2 separate regions of the Gossypium hirsutum genome follow, and region 1 is linked to region 2. The links are chromatin contacts, called in public Hi-C maps. All regions are on one chromosome and are shown on one strand. Each heading gives the region's core, a stretch centred on a gene start, on an enhancer-like site or on the middle of the called end of the contact. The rest is flanking DNA. Distances are from core to core; before and after follow the strand shown.

Region 1 (7,408 bases), core at 3,862-6,361, 110 kb after region 2:
CAATCAAGTTTTGCAGTTGAAATGGCCTGAAAGAAAACGCTCCTTATAAGGGGTGTTTTCATCTGACATGGGCGTGAAAACGCTTTCTACAAAATGTGTTTTCAAGTCACATGTCGGACATGTTAGTGGAAAATGCGCCCAGTAGGAAGTGTTTCCACTGCCATGTCAGATGAAAATGCCCCTTATAGGAAGTGTTTTCTCTCTGGCCATTTCAGCCACCCTAGCTTGATTGCTCCTAACCCTTACAACCTGAGATTCCCAGGATAAATTTTTTTCCGTTTATACCCCGCCCCAACCCCTATATAAATGCTTATTCTTTATCCCCTACTCACCATATCTCAATCTACTCTAAATTGTTTTTTCTTCTTCTTCCGTGTTGAAATTTTCGGGTTTAAAAATTTATTTCTCTCTCGTTTTAACGGAGACATAGTCATAGATTTAAGTTGTGTTTAGGTTCACAGTGACCTCATAGAGCTTGGTAACCTACAAATTTCACTTGTCGTGTGAGTATGACACCACCACCTGAGAAGTCGAATCATTTTGCAACTCGAGGTCCAAGTTGGCGGTGATTATACCATCTCAGGTTGAAGTGTAACTAAGGCTTCAAGTTTATAAAGGTTATGCTGTCAAGGGATAGAGCATGAATGGGGCCGAAATTGGCAGTGATAATGCGGGCACGACAAACTAGTCTTCTCATCAGAAGAGCAAGTTTCATAATAGACAAACATAGGTGAGAGGAAGGAAAACACAATGGGTCTTCCAGTACAATCAAGTTATTCGTGTTGTTCATCTGCACTGAAGGCGGTGACCTTGTTAGTATAACTTGGTACACCCCAATGTTGTCACAGGTTATAATAATGGGGTCACTACCTTCAGTGGTGGTGGATAAGATGCATGCATCACTTTATTAAACTGAAACGCCACTGTTTTTTTCTTCATTGTATTTATGCTTGAGTTTTATAAAGCAGCCTCTTCTGATGAGAAACTTGTTGTCGTGCTCGCATAACCATCGTCAACTACGACCCCATTTATGCTCTATTCCTTGATAGCATAACCTTTGTAAACTTGAAGCCCTAGTTACACTTCAACCCCAAACCGTATAATCACTGTCAACTGGAACCTTGAGTTGCAACATGATCCGATTTTCCAGGAGATGGCTCCATACTCACATGGGAAATGAAATTTGTAAGTCACCCAACTCCACAGCACCATAAAAAATTCAAGCATTCCTTAAAACTACAATCATGCCTATCTCAAGCATAGATAAAAATAAATCTACAGACTTCTAATTTCTAATTGCAAAAAAGAAATTACCTAAGTGAAAATGCATCCTATAAGATATGTTTTCCACTTCTCTCTCCAAAAACAGTACAAATCAAAAAAATTTAAGATTTCTCAAATAAATTTTTTTTTGCCATATATACGTAAATTAACCATCATCTCCATTTTGATAGGAAAAAATTAAACTAAATATTTGTTTAAAACCCAGTCATTCTCTCTCCATTTTTTCCTTTGATCATATCCAATCAAAATCTTTTCTTTCATCCCCTTCCACCAATCTAACTCCCCATAATTTATTTTCTCTTTTCCTCTTTATCTTCCTCACTACAACTCCATCTTCTTTCTGCTTTGTTTGGTCACCAAGAAAATATAAAGCCAGCCAAAGAAACTATTAAAAATGGACTGAAAAATGAAAGAATAATTGTGAGGTTAGCTTACTTTACATTCTCGGTAATAAAATCATTGTGGCATAAAGCAGCGAATAGAATGTTAATACAAACTTCATGCTTTTTAAATTCTCCTATACCTGTAGAAAACCAAATCCATACCCTCTGCATATAGCATGGCTCAAAGAGCTAAAAGTTATGTAGGAGATGAATTTTCAGACTTGTAAGCGTGATCGTCAATCGAAGTTTTGCTTCTACGAGTCATATAATCAGAATTGGACTTGTTTTAATTGCCATGTAAACCTTTATTTAATATATGCAAATCCACAAAGCATTCAACCAAAACTTTCTTCAGTCTATTCACTCCCTCGCCATCTCTTCGTAATTTCTTTAACAGAAGAATTTTCTTCATTGCTTTTTCGGTTAATCTGCTTAACTTGTCACTGGGAAAACTAATTTAATTTTACACTAATTCCTCACATACATATACCTCTAATTAATAGCAATAAAGCAAAACCTATATTTTACGTGCACTCTTAAAGAAAAAAGGTGGGGTTAGCTTATCGAGTGGCGTGAATTCCTTAAATATCCCAATTTTTAGGAAAAATTACGAGAGAATGCCATTTCTTTTAAATTTTATTGAAATAGGTTGATTTTGAAGATAAAACGAATTCAATTGGACGCATTTTCAATGGATTTTACAAGAAAACGTTTTCAATTGAATGTGTTTTCAGCTTTGGTTAGATGGCTAAATGTTAGTGTTTTAATTCTTGAATTTCGATTTTGATTATTTTCCTATTCACATTTATATTTTTTATTTCATGTTGCTTCAAGCTTTTTATTTTTAATTAATATTTTTAACATATTAACTCTTTTTTTTAGATGGTTAAATAATTGTGTTTGAGGTTCCATTATTTTTATTATAAGCATATTATGTATTTTTTTTCATGTTGTTTCAAGCTTTTTTATATTTTTAATTAAAAATACATTAATATGCTTATAAAAATAATAGAACCTCAAACTCAAGGATGTAGTTTCAATTATCTAACCATCTAAATAAAAAAAGGGCTAATATGTTAAAAATATTAATTAAAAAAAAACTTGAAGCAACATGAAATAAAAAAACATAAATTTGAGTAGGAGAGAAATTGAACTCAAGACTCTAAGATGTAATTGTAACTATCTAACTATCGAAGTAACTAATATATTAAAAAATTAATTAAAAATTTAAAAAGCTTGAAACAACATAAAATAAAAATTACAAATGTGAGTAGGAAAAGAATCAAACCCCAGACTCAAGGATAAAAATATTAATATTTAACCATCTAACCAAAGCTAAAAGCACATCCAATTAGAAGCGTTTTCCTGTAAAATCAATTGAAAATACGTTCAGTTTGACACGTTTTTACACACTCTCTCTAAAATAGACTTATTTCAATAAATTTTAAAAAAGAAAGGCTTAATCTCATGATTTTCCCCAAAAACCGGTATATTAAGAAATTCACCCTATCGAGTGACGATGGAATTGCAGTGGAAAAATGAGAAAATAAAAATAAATTATGAAACGTGGGGGAGTTTGATTGATGGAAGGAAATGAAGAAAAAGACTTTGCTTGATGATGAAATGACAGAAATGGAGAGAGTCCGTTTTTAACAAATATATATATATATATATATATTAATTTTTAAATTTTTTATTTATTTCTTAAGTTACTTACTGGAGCGACCCCAATAATTAATTTTCTGCATTCTGTAAGCTCATTAAAAAATTTTAATTTTAATATAATTGATAATAATGCTTTTTAAAAGATTTTCAGTAAAAATAAAAAGAGTAGATCACGTCCCACATTTGTATGCTTTAAGTATTTATTTAAGTAAAAAAAATTTAGGTAATAAAATAGAAAAACGATATATTTTAAGGGTTAAGTCGTGAATTAAGTTTATAATATTTAATCTATTGTTTTTAATAGTTATAATGTATTGTTACAATAATTTATTTTACCGTTGTCACTACGTTTTTATCTAAATACATATTTTACTTTTAATTTTAAATTTATAGTTACAATATTTAATTTCACCACTATAATAATTAATTTTTTTAATTTTAATTGTATCAAAATTAATGTCAATGACCTTCCAAAGGAATGCTTAATACGTTCATGACACAAGTATTAACGTTGTATATTGTATGTGAGTTGGTTTGCCTGTATTAAATCACATAATTATGCAGCATATAAACCTAATTGAACTCATTTATTATATTATTCATGTTTAAACAAATCAGTTATATCTAAATGTGATATCTGTTGTCTATCATGTCATATGATTTATATAATATACGCCTTAATGTAACACAATTTAGAATTCAATGCTTGAGTAATTCCTAACCTATTCTTTTTGAAAAAGATTTTAACTTGTTAGCGAAAATTAGTTTATTTTATCAACGGGATTATATAATTCGAAGAAAAAAAAACAGGTTGATAAGTTTCGTCATCATAACAAAGACTTCAACCTAACATTAGTAGTACATTATGACATATTAACGACCGACTCTGTGACAACTCAAGCACGACATAGCTGAAGTGATTGCAAGCATTTAACACGATAAGGAAATTAACCCTAGATGGTCCAAAGCGGCAGGCAAAATCTGCAAACGAACCAAGCATCCACCAAGTTAGAGAGGACCGCGACAAAACTATTCTTAAAATCACTTGCAAAAACAAGACTATATGCATAAGTAAGACTAAAAAACTTGTACAATACAAGACAAAAACTTCCAAAAGTGAAGATTTATTAAACAATGAAAAAGAAAACAAAAAAAAACTTGTAGTACTTAAGACAACAAGAGTCCAAATCGATTCGTGAAATCATTTATTATTTTGAAATACTCTCAAAACATAAACATATTAAGAAGCCAACAAAGAGCCACCATTTGAATATCTACGACCAACCAACTTTTCAAGAAAAAGTGTTGGTGGTCAGTGGAGGTTCACAAAACATATCTGTAGAATGAAAAAAAAAAGGCATGTGGAGTGAATGAGGACAAAGAAAGAGAGGGTTGATGGGAGAAAGGGAGAAAAAGGTGGGTGGTAGCCTGCCCAAGAATAGCACTATTGCTAGATAAAACAAAGGAGAAAAGCAGCCTTAAAAAAACTTAAGTGTTCTTTTTTTTTTAATGTTTTACTATATCTCTATACGACACTTATCACTCTCTAACTTTGCTTGTACCAAATAATTTCCTTATATATTTTTGTATCATTCCTGTTCGGTAATATATTTTTTAAAATTTTGTAAATTTTGGATATGAGATTTGATCCAAATTTTCTCAAAGGTGTAGTGGGCTGGACTTTAAACTCCAAAATTTTTGGTAGGTGGAACAGAGGATTAAGGAAGACGTCAGAATATTTTGGGCCACACCCTTTAAATGAGGATCTATCTGAAAAGCCCAGCGCAAACTTTTTGATCAATTATTTTAAGCTCCCACATCAAGAAAGCTACCCTACGTGGTCACAAATATAAAGTCACCATTCTTTATAAAAGTCACATTTTATGATAATAATCAGATTTGTTATAAAATTATTTTTTATTTTTTATTTTTACCATTTATAATAGAATTTTATCTCAAATTTAGTAAAGTTACTTTTATTCTGAAGTGAAATAAAAATAAAATATTATTTTAATAAAATGCTTAAATTTTATATTAAAAAAAACTACTAATCATATTTTATAAAATAAAAATAAATTTTAATAAATAAAATTACATTTGTAAATTTTATTAAAAATATAGTCTAAATCTCACTAATTAATATTATTAATATATTATAATTTTTTAAAATAAAATATAATTTAAATTTCGTAAGTGTACAACAATCACATTTCTATACCATCTAAAATTTTAACATATAAAAAGAATTGACGTACCTCTTTATTCGAAAATTGCTACGTGTGAAATCAAATGTTAGAAGCCCTAAAAGTTGAACCTATCATGGCACAAATCTTTTTTTGTCATAGTCCAATGGTAATTATGAAAGCCTAACCAAAATGAGGACTTAGTTAAGTGTATATTCTCCCTCCTAATAGAATTTCAATAACTAGACCAACTAACAAAAAATAAACTATGGCCAGAACTAAGTAGCCATATTATCAAATTTCACCTGTAAAAGATTGTAACCAATATCAATAATGTCAAACTTGTGGTTGGTATTCCATAGACCTTGAAAATGCAAGATCAAAAGAAAACGGTTTATAGAATCTATTTGTCCACACGAAACAAATTAATGATGAATGATCTTCGGAACAATCTTTCAACTCCTAATAGCCTCCTTGCTGAGGGGGAAATAAGAAAAGGCGGTGGAAGACAACGGTTCACATGGTAATGAGGGGCTGAGAGTCGCATGGTAAGAAAAGGCGGTGTTAGATTGCCTATCTTGTCATGGTAACCTGCTAGATAGATGGTGATGTGAATGATGTATATAATAAGTCATGGGCTGGTATAACAATAATGAAGCAAACGCCCATAGTTAATATTTCTCTTGCAAGACCATGGGCTCCATTACTTTCTTGTGTGGCCCAACTACATTCCAAAATGTACAAATAATATTTAGTATTATAACAAAAAAAAAATTGTCACTAAAGGTAGTTTTGTTTCGCGTAAAAAATTTAACGGAAAATATTTTCAATTTTTTTATATTTGTTTCATATAAAATATGATGGTTAACATAAAATTATCCCATTATTCACGTAAAATGTTTTATCAAAATTTTTCAATAAAACATTTTTCAAACTGACAATGCTTTGTTTATCAAAATGTCTTCGGACATTTTCCAATCGACGTTAACTACAAATTAACATAAAACATATAAAACTATAATAATCAACCAATTCATATTTAATTATCAATTTATACAAATTTTGCAATTTATTCAATTTTGTCCCTAAAATTGAGACTAACATAACATTCCATTTAAAGCTTCAAATTGAATTACGATTTCACTATTATACATTAGGGACCTCCTATTTCTTATTTTTACAGTCAATTTTATACTTTATTCAGTTTAGCCTCTAATGTACGAAACTTTCAATTAAGCTTTACAATCTAGTCCTTTCTCACATCTAAGCTTAAAATCTATCAATTTAACACCTAAAACTTCAAGAAATCAACAATGACAACTTTCTAAAACTTTAACAATTTTACAAATTAGGACATGAACTAGCTAAATCAAGCTCTCATGACCTCAGATCTATAATAATTACAAGAAAATAACCAATGACTTACTTGAATTTTGAAGTTAAAAGCTTGGAGCCCTAAGAATGACGTCCCCCTATTTGTCTTCATGTTTTACAATTTTTACAATTTTACCATAGATCTGAGCCCCTGTATTCTACTAATTCAATAGTAATAAATTAGCTTTTATTTGATATTTATTCTACTATTTTTTGAAGCTAATTTATTATTATTCAAACAAATATTATAGTCATCATGTAGTGTACTACTAATTATGCACTTGGGTAATTTTATTAATTTATGTTATGTAGTACTAATTGAAGTTTGAAAGCTAATTCATTATTCAATCTTTGTTTTTTTTTTTAACACAATCAGGAATCATCTATTCACTTTGGTTGTTTTCAATTTATGATTATTAATATTCTAGCTTAATAATTGAGTAATATTATATATTTAATTTTATGTATTTATTTATAAATAAATCATTACAATATATGTAAAATAATGTAAAATATAAA
Region 2 (7,667 bases), core at 3,461-5,960:
TGCTTCCACTTTACACCATCAGAGTTACTTATTGCTTCTGTGTAAGTGGAAGGAACATCATCATCTGCAATTGGAAGTGCATAGGCCACCATATCGTCAAAGCGAGCAGGCTTACGAATCTCTCTTCTTGGCCTCCTATATGCAATTGAATCTTGTTGCTGTAGAAGCTCTTGGGTCGAAACTTCTTCATCATTTGTTCTTTCAATATTAGCTGGATCATCATTAACCTTTTCAAACTCCACCTGCTGCAAAGTACTACTGGTTTTGTCATCCTTTTGTGAATCCTCGTTCTTCATCATGGTTGATTCATCAAAAGTTACATCTCTACTGAAAACAATCTTCCTTGTATCAGGACACCAGAGACGGTATCCTTTTACACCACCAGTTATACCCATGAATAATGCTTTCTTTGCTCTTGGGTCTAACTTAGATTCTTTTACATGATAATATGCAGTGGAACCAAAAACATGTAAAGAATCATAATCAGTAGCAGGTTTACCAGTCCACATCTCCATAGGAGTTTTTCCATTTATTGCAGCTGATGGCAATCGGTTAATTAGATGGCACGCATATGTAACTGCCTCAGCCCAAAATTCCTTGCCCAATCCAGCATTGGACAACATACATCGAACTTTCTCCAGTATAGTCCGATTCATGCGTTCTGCCACCCCATTCTGCTGTGGTGTATCTCGAACAGTGAAGTGTCGCACAATGCCCTCATCTTGACATACTTGTAGAAATGGATCATTTTTGTACTCAGTACCATTATCTGATCGAAGTCGTTTGACCTTTCGACCTGTCTGAGTCTCCACCATCTTCTTCCACTTCAGAAATGCATTCAAAACTTCATTTTTCTTTTCATTAGATACACCCATACTTTTCTTGAATAATCATCAAGAAAAGTGACAAAATAGTGCATACATCCCAAAGAAGCCACTTTGGTAGGTCCCCACACATCACTGTGAACATAGTCCAGAATTCCTTTCGTATTGTGAATTGCTGAACCAAATTTTACCCTCGTCTGCTTGCCCAGAACACAATGTTCACAAAATTCCAATTTGCAAGAATTTGCACCTTTCAACAAGCCTTGCTTCGCCAAAGTCTGCAAAGCTTTTTCACCAGCATGTCCCAATCGCCTATGCCATAACCTGGTAGCCTCTGAATCTGCATCTTTCGCAGAAGCTGTTGATGTTGATCCAATAACTGTACTTCCATTTAAATAGTACAAGTTATTTCTTCTAGTGCCTTTCATCACCGTCAATACCCCAGCTACTACCTTTAGTAATCCATCTCTCAAAGTGATTGTGAACCCTTTAGATTCTAGGGCCCCTAATGAGATGAGATTTTTCTTCAAGCTGGGTACATAGCGAACATCTGTCAGAACTTGGATTGAGCCGTCATGGTTCTTCAATTTGATTGTACCTACACCCATTGTCTTACAGGCACTATCATTGCCCATAAAAACAACTCCACATTCTAGTTCTTCAAGACTAGAAAACCAGTCCTTATTAGGACACATATGGTAAGTACATCCCGAATCCAATATCCACTCATCCGTTTGACATGCCATTGCCATGCCAACCAAGCTAAAGTCTGACTCCTCATCATGCTCCGCTACACATGCATTAGAAATAGACTTGCCCTTTTGTAACTTAGGACAATTCTTTTTCCAATGCCCTTTCTCACGACAAAAGGCACATTCATCTTTGGCGGGTCTCCCTTTGGACTTACCCCTTCTACCAGGTTTGCTGCTGTGTGAACGACCTCTTACTGTTAAGACTTCTGCGGTTGTATCTCTGTGATCTCTTTTATCTTTCTTTCGAGTCTCAGATCTATACAACGCACTACAGACTGCATCAAATGTGATCGTGTCCTTCCCATGAAGCAATGTGGTGGTAAGATGATCATATTCATCAGGAAGGGAATTCAACAATAATAATGCCTTGTCTTCATCTTCAAATTTCTCATCCAAATTTAGCAAGTCTGCTAAAATTTTATTGAATGAGTTCACATGGTCATTCATCGACATACCGGGTGCATACGTGAATCGATAAAGTTTCTTTTTCATATAAAGCCTATTTTCAAGACTTTTCGTTAGAAACTTTTCTTCCAGTGTATCCCATAACTTCTTCGCTGATGTCTCCCTCATGACAGAGTACTTCTGCTCTTTGGCCAAACATAGGCGGATTGTACCACACGCCTGTCTATTGATCTTGGCCCACTCCTTGTCATCCATCTTGTCAGGTTTTTCTTCAAGGGCTATATCTAGCTCTTGCTGACATAAGACATCCAGGATCTCACATTGCCACATACCAAAATTATTGGTACCGTCAAATTTCTCTACTTCAAATTTTGCATTTGTCACAGTAGTCCTTGCTGATGACGATGCTGCTGCCATTTTTCTTCTCAATCCCAACTACTGTATACGTGAACAGTGCCGTATACGTGAATAGTTCCGTATACGTGAATAGTACCGTATACGTGAATAGTGCCGTATACGTGAATAGTACCGTAAACGGTCGTATTTCCCAAGTACGAATCTGGCTCTGATACCAATTGTTGTGCGGAAGCGTGTGAAAGAGTAAAATTATTGTACTAAAAATCACACTAAGTTCAATTCCCAGGAAAGAGAGGTGAATCACGAGGATCACTTAAGTACCAAGTCTTTCCTAGCCAGAATATCCCTCTATCGTAATTTAATAGCACAATAAATCACTACAATCACACTCACAAAATATGAACAATAAATAGTAAAGAACACCAGAATTTTAACGAGGTTCGGCAAATCTTGCCTACGTCCTCGGGCACTACCAAATATATTTCACTCCAAAAATACAAGTGAAACTTTACAAATAGGGAGAGAGAACAATGCCTTAAGTAGAGAATGGCAAATGTGGGATGATGAGAATGAGCAATGGTTGGCCTATTTATAGTTGAGATTCAAGGGCCACCTTGCAAAGTCACTATTCACTTAGGGACCAAAAATTGCTATTTTCCCATGCCCAACACTAAATAAAATATTTGGTGCCCATAACTTTGACCTTTCCAAAGTATGGGTAGGTATGGGAAAGGTATGGGCAAGGTATGGGGTATGGGTATATTCTAATAATATAGCAGTATATATACTATGCTAACCTTTGAAGTTAGCTGCCCTTTTGTATCTCGACTGGTGCCACACTTCTCATTGATGAAACTAACAAAGTCATCCAATTCCCTTTCACCATGGTAGTCTTCTCCAGCTTTATTGCCCTTTGGGAACAATTTTAATGTTGGATATCCACTTACTCCATACCTGCACTTAAAGCAGAGAATTTCTAATCTCAACTCTCAAAGACACAAAGGGTTGGGCTTATTGGCTAAGTTATGCTTACTTTTCAGCTACATCTGTGTATTTGTCAACATCTAGATTGGATATCACTACATCTTCTTCCAATTTAAACGCTGTAGCTACCTTCTCATAAATCTGTAGGGACAAAGACAAAGGGTTAGAAAGGAAATCACCACTTGGAACCAAAACGTTCATGCTGCCTTCATTAAGCATCGATATTGATGATTACAGGAGCGAGGCTTTTGCAATGACCACACCTGGCAGAAAACCAATACAAAACTTGATCAGACCACTTTTTGCAGAAAAGATTGAAGCAAAAGAATATCAACAACAAAACAAAAAAGCTGCATGCTTACCAAGGTGCATAAAACTCAACCAGCACATCTTTGGTCTCATCAAGGACAATCTCATTAAAATTATCAGCATTTAGCACCACAACACTGGATGGCAAAGTGGCAATCTTCACATTGGTCCCTATAAAACAAGACATTAGCAAAGCAAAATCCTAGTGGGTTTAGACATTGGTCCCTATAATCTACCTCCTTCACTGTTTACGAACTCAGAAAGGGACTCTGCAGTGCGTGGTCCTACATACCTGGATAGAACAATTTTTATCTACTAAGAGCATGTTTTAAATAAAATGTGGATTCCAATATTAAAACTTAAACAAGACTAAAACTCACTTTTTAGGTTCCAAAGAGCCTTTAGGAAACCACTGAATGGTTGGGTAGCCTTGAACATCATACTTGTTGCATACACTCTTATGCTCATCACAGTCCACCTACAATGGCATCAACAAAAGAAAAGAATTCCAAATAAAACCAATTGCAATATATAGCAAGAAAAACTTCATTATATCGCTAACCTTTCCAATCAAGACGGACTTAGCCCTCTTGAAATTAGCCCCAAGCTTCTCAAACTCAGGAGCTAGCTTCTTACAGTGACCACACCTGCAATTGGATAAATATATGATTTTGAGAATATAAATAGCTCGAAATGGAATTTAAGGAAAAAAATCGTTTGATCCTAATAAACAAGCATTAAAAAACCAAGGGAAAAAGAAAAAAATCATGGACGTTGTCGTCACATTGGTGTAGCTGAAGATGGATCTAAGGAGCGATTAATGTAAAAACACCAAAAACGTAAAGCATGAGATTAATAAAAAAGAGGGCGATGAAGAATGTAACCAAGGGGCATAGAACTCGACGAGAGCTCCTCGGTCGTGACCAACTTCTTTGTCGAAGTTTTGTTGGGTTAAAACGAGGACGTCGTCAGCCAAGGCTGATGAAGCGAATAACAAACCCAAGGTTCCGAACGCTAACAACATCTCCATTTCTTGTTTATCCTTTGTTTCTAGTTTTCTATCGACAATTACGATACCAATTTGTTATAGTAACCATCTTTATTTCGGGATAAAATTTTGGAAAAGGTTGGGCTTTGGTGGACTTAAAGCCCAATCACTGAATGGGGGACTCTCCTTCAAACTTAAAACCCAACCTGTCATAAATGTTAGTTACATAGCTCATCTTTTCAACTCCTTTGTTTTTATTTGTATCAACACAATCGCAAAAAATATTAAATTGATCATTCTTCTAAAAATTTTATTCATTTCTACTATTAAAAACTGGTCTTTATATATTAGTATGAGATACATGTCATTGTCTGATTTTTTTATCAGTATTTAACAATACAAGTTGATAAAATTTTTAACAGAAATGACTAGTTTACTTTTTTTAATAGAAGAGGTATAATACGATCTGACTCTTAATATAAAGACTTTTCGTGATATTTTTACCAAAAACTAATGCCAAAAAGATAGTTAAATTTATTTCACAACTTAAAAAGATTTTTTTTAATATAACAAAAAATTAAAAATATCAATTTAATAAATTTTTTATTCTTTACCACTATTTAAACTATTAAGCATTTCACTTTGATAAAATCAATTGAAAAGTCCATAAAAGAGAAAATACAAATTCTTTTTGCTCTTAAGTAAATAATTATTATAAAGAAAAAAGAAAAAAAATAAAGAAAAAGAATGTTAAAAGAAAGAAAATAATGTATAATAAAGGAAAGTAAAATATTTAAAATCTTTTTTTTTTGTTAAATTATGGAAAACAAAGAAAATGATTGGTTATAATTTTTCTCAGTTAATCTTTTCATAAAATAATTTATGCTAAAAATAATAAGATAAAAAATGTACTTTTGTATATTAAAATAAACCTCACTTTTCTTTCCATGCTTTTTCTTAAAACTGAGGTAAATAAAAATTGATGCTATATTTGGTTGGATTTTTTTTTCTTCGGAATGAAAATTTTTAATCACCCACATGACTTGTTTCTGGTAAAGAGTAAATTTTTTTAACTTATTTTGAAGATGTTTTATTTTTTACAAGAGTTTTTGTAAAATATAATCTGAGACGAACAAAAAAGACTATTTTTATAGTTTACCTTTATTTTATTTTATTTTCAATTAAAGAAAATCCAAAAAGTAGAGACGTAGAGAAATTCATATTATGTATTAAATTCAAGAAGGGGACAGCTCAAGGAGCAGTAATAGACAAGAATTTGTAATTATTCCCCCCCCCCCCCGCCTTTTTAATGCTTCAATATCAAGTATTGATGTGCGTTTCAAATTAGAGTGCTAGATGTTTGTGTGGACTGAACTCAGTATATCCCTTGTTTACACTCAAAATTAAGTTTCGGCCCTTGTATTACACTTAAATTTGAGATTTAATCTCTATATTTTGATTTTAGATATAATGTCGTTAGTTAGTTTAAATACTTTATTCTAATTAAAATTTTGACATGGACTTTAAGAAATTTAAATCCATTACAATACCATTATTTTTTTTGTCATAGAGTTATCAAGTATGTATTTTTTTAATTTTGAAATGTTACGTCCCATTGTTATATTTAGTAAAATGATTAAATTTTAGGTTTGGTGTGATTAGATGTGTTTTAGCTAAGTTGATTTTATTTTGTATAATTAGAGATGAACTTTTTAAAAGAAGCAGGAATGAGTGATATTTGAACACGTTTTAAGAATGGTGATGTTCATGGTACATTGAGCAATTAATTGGGTTAACCCCATTTTCTTTTTCTCTTTTCGCTAATTTCCCTTTCACCTACTGTTTTTGTTATACCAAAAAAGCTATGAAAACTCATTTTCAAAACAACTAAAAACCCACATGTATTTTTTTCTTATTTAATTTGAATTTTGATTTTTTTATTATTAATTAGTTCGAAAACGAACACCAATTATTTTTATTTACTCACTTTCAAAATTGATAAAAATTATAGACCAATTAGCCCATACAAAGTTAATTTTATTTTCATTTTAGGTAGTCGTATTTTAAAAAAATCTTTATATTATTTTAAATTTTATATGTTCTTTTATTTATTAAATTTTTTGAATAAATAACTTAATTTTTTAATGCTCACACTATAATATCCTATATTATTATAAATTTAATTTTTATATGCTATAAATTACATGATATATAAATACAACATAATATAATATATTATAAAATAAAAAAAAATATACAAGACATGAACTTGGCCCATACTGTAAACAGATTTTGTCTAGACTTATGTTTCTAGTCTAAAATCTGAATAAATTTTCGGCCTTAGATAAATAGCTTCAGGCTCGATTTTGCTATAGTTTCAAACCGATTCTTGATAACAAATAGTTTCGTGGTTGTTCATTCGTGTGTAAATTCGTGGTTGTTCAATTTAGCTTTCTAGTAGCCTTGCGGATTAGAAGAGTCCAACTCGTGTAAATTAATCACAGGAATGCTGAAAAACTAATCCTTACCGAACAAACAACCACGAAACACGTCTCTGGTAACCTTACGAACTAGAATAATCCAATTCAAAGTAACGATATTAACCGCGTGAATTTTTTTAAATCCGATTACTGTACAAAGTTAATTTTCTTTCCATTTGTTGTTTATCTTTCTAATGATTAAAAGGAAGAAAGCTACCTATTGAATTGCACTTGTTTAAATTAATGATGACAGGAAATGGAGCTAACTAGAAATCATTTCGTTCACTTTTATTTCATCTTTATTTAATATTGAAAAATCTAAATTTATGACTTTTGATTATATCTATAATTACTTAATATTACTCCAAATCATCCTATGCTACTTCTTTCATTCATAATTTGTTTTATTTTATATTATTCATGAAAAATAATTCTTTAGGATATGAATAATATAAATATATATAGAGTGGTATATATAACATGTTCATATATCTATAATTTTAATATATATTTTTTCGTATAATGCCTAAAATTCATACCTTCCATTTTTAAGATAGAGAATATTACA

What was found. A called contact is a pair of places that touch in the nucleus more often than the background predicts.
Region 1: a Hi-C map of leaf shows a contact between it and region 2, with 5 times the contacts expected there. The contact joins the enhancer-like site here to the promoter of LOC107954353 in region 2. A contact is called at or near these places in 11 of 34 Hi-C or Micro-C datasets (callus, fibers, hypocotyl and 1 more).

Annotation. Positions count from the first base shown.
Region 1 is chrD07:20,555,035-20,562,442 of Gossypium_hirsutum_v2.1, forward strand. No RefSeq gene overlaps it. Among protein-coding and RNA genes, the nearest start is that of LOC107954355, 16 kb to the left of the region's middle. Within about 2 kb of position 5,112, at least 3 of the 9 cell types and tissues checked have an H3K27ac peak or open chromatin away from gene starts, as enhancers often do. A contact at or near this core is called in hypocotyl and leaf, where this site is marked.
Region 2 is chrD07:20,446,620-20,454,286 of Gossypium_hirsutum_v2.1, forward strand. It overlaps LOC107954353 (probable protein disulfide-isomerase A6), which reads right to left and starts at 4,711. Exons shown (of 10, transcript XM_016889887.2): 1 at 4,516-4,711; 2 at 4,194-4,278; 3 at 4,012-4,109; 4 at 3,868-3,923; 5 at 3,685-3,802; 6 at 3,558-3,585; 7 at 3,372-3,463; 8 at 3,136-3,292. The coding sequence starts at 4,661.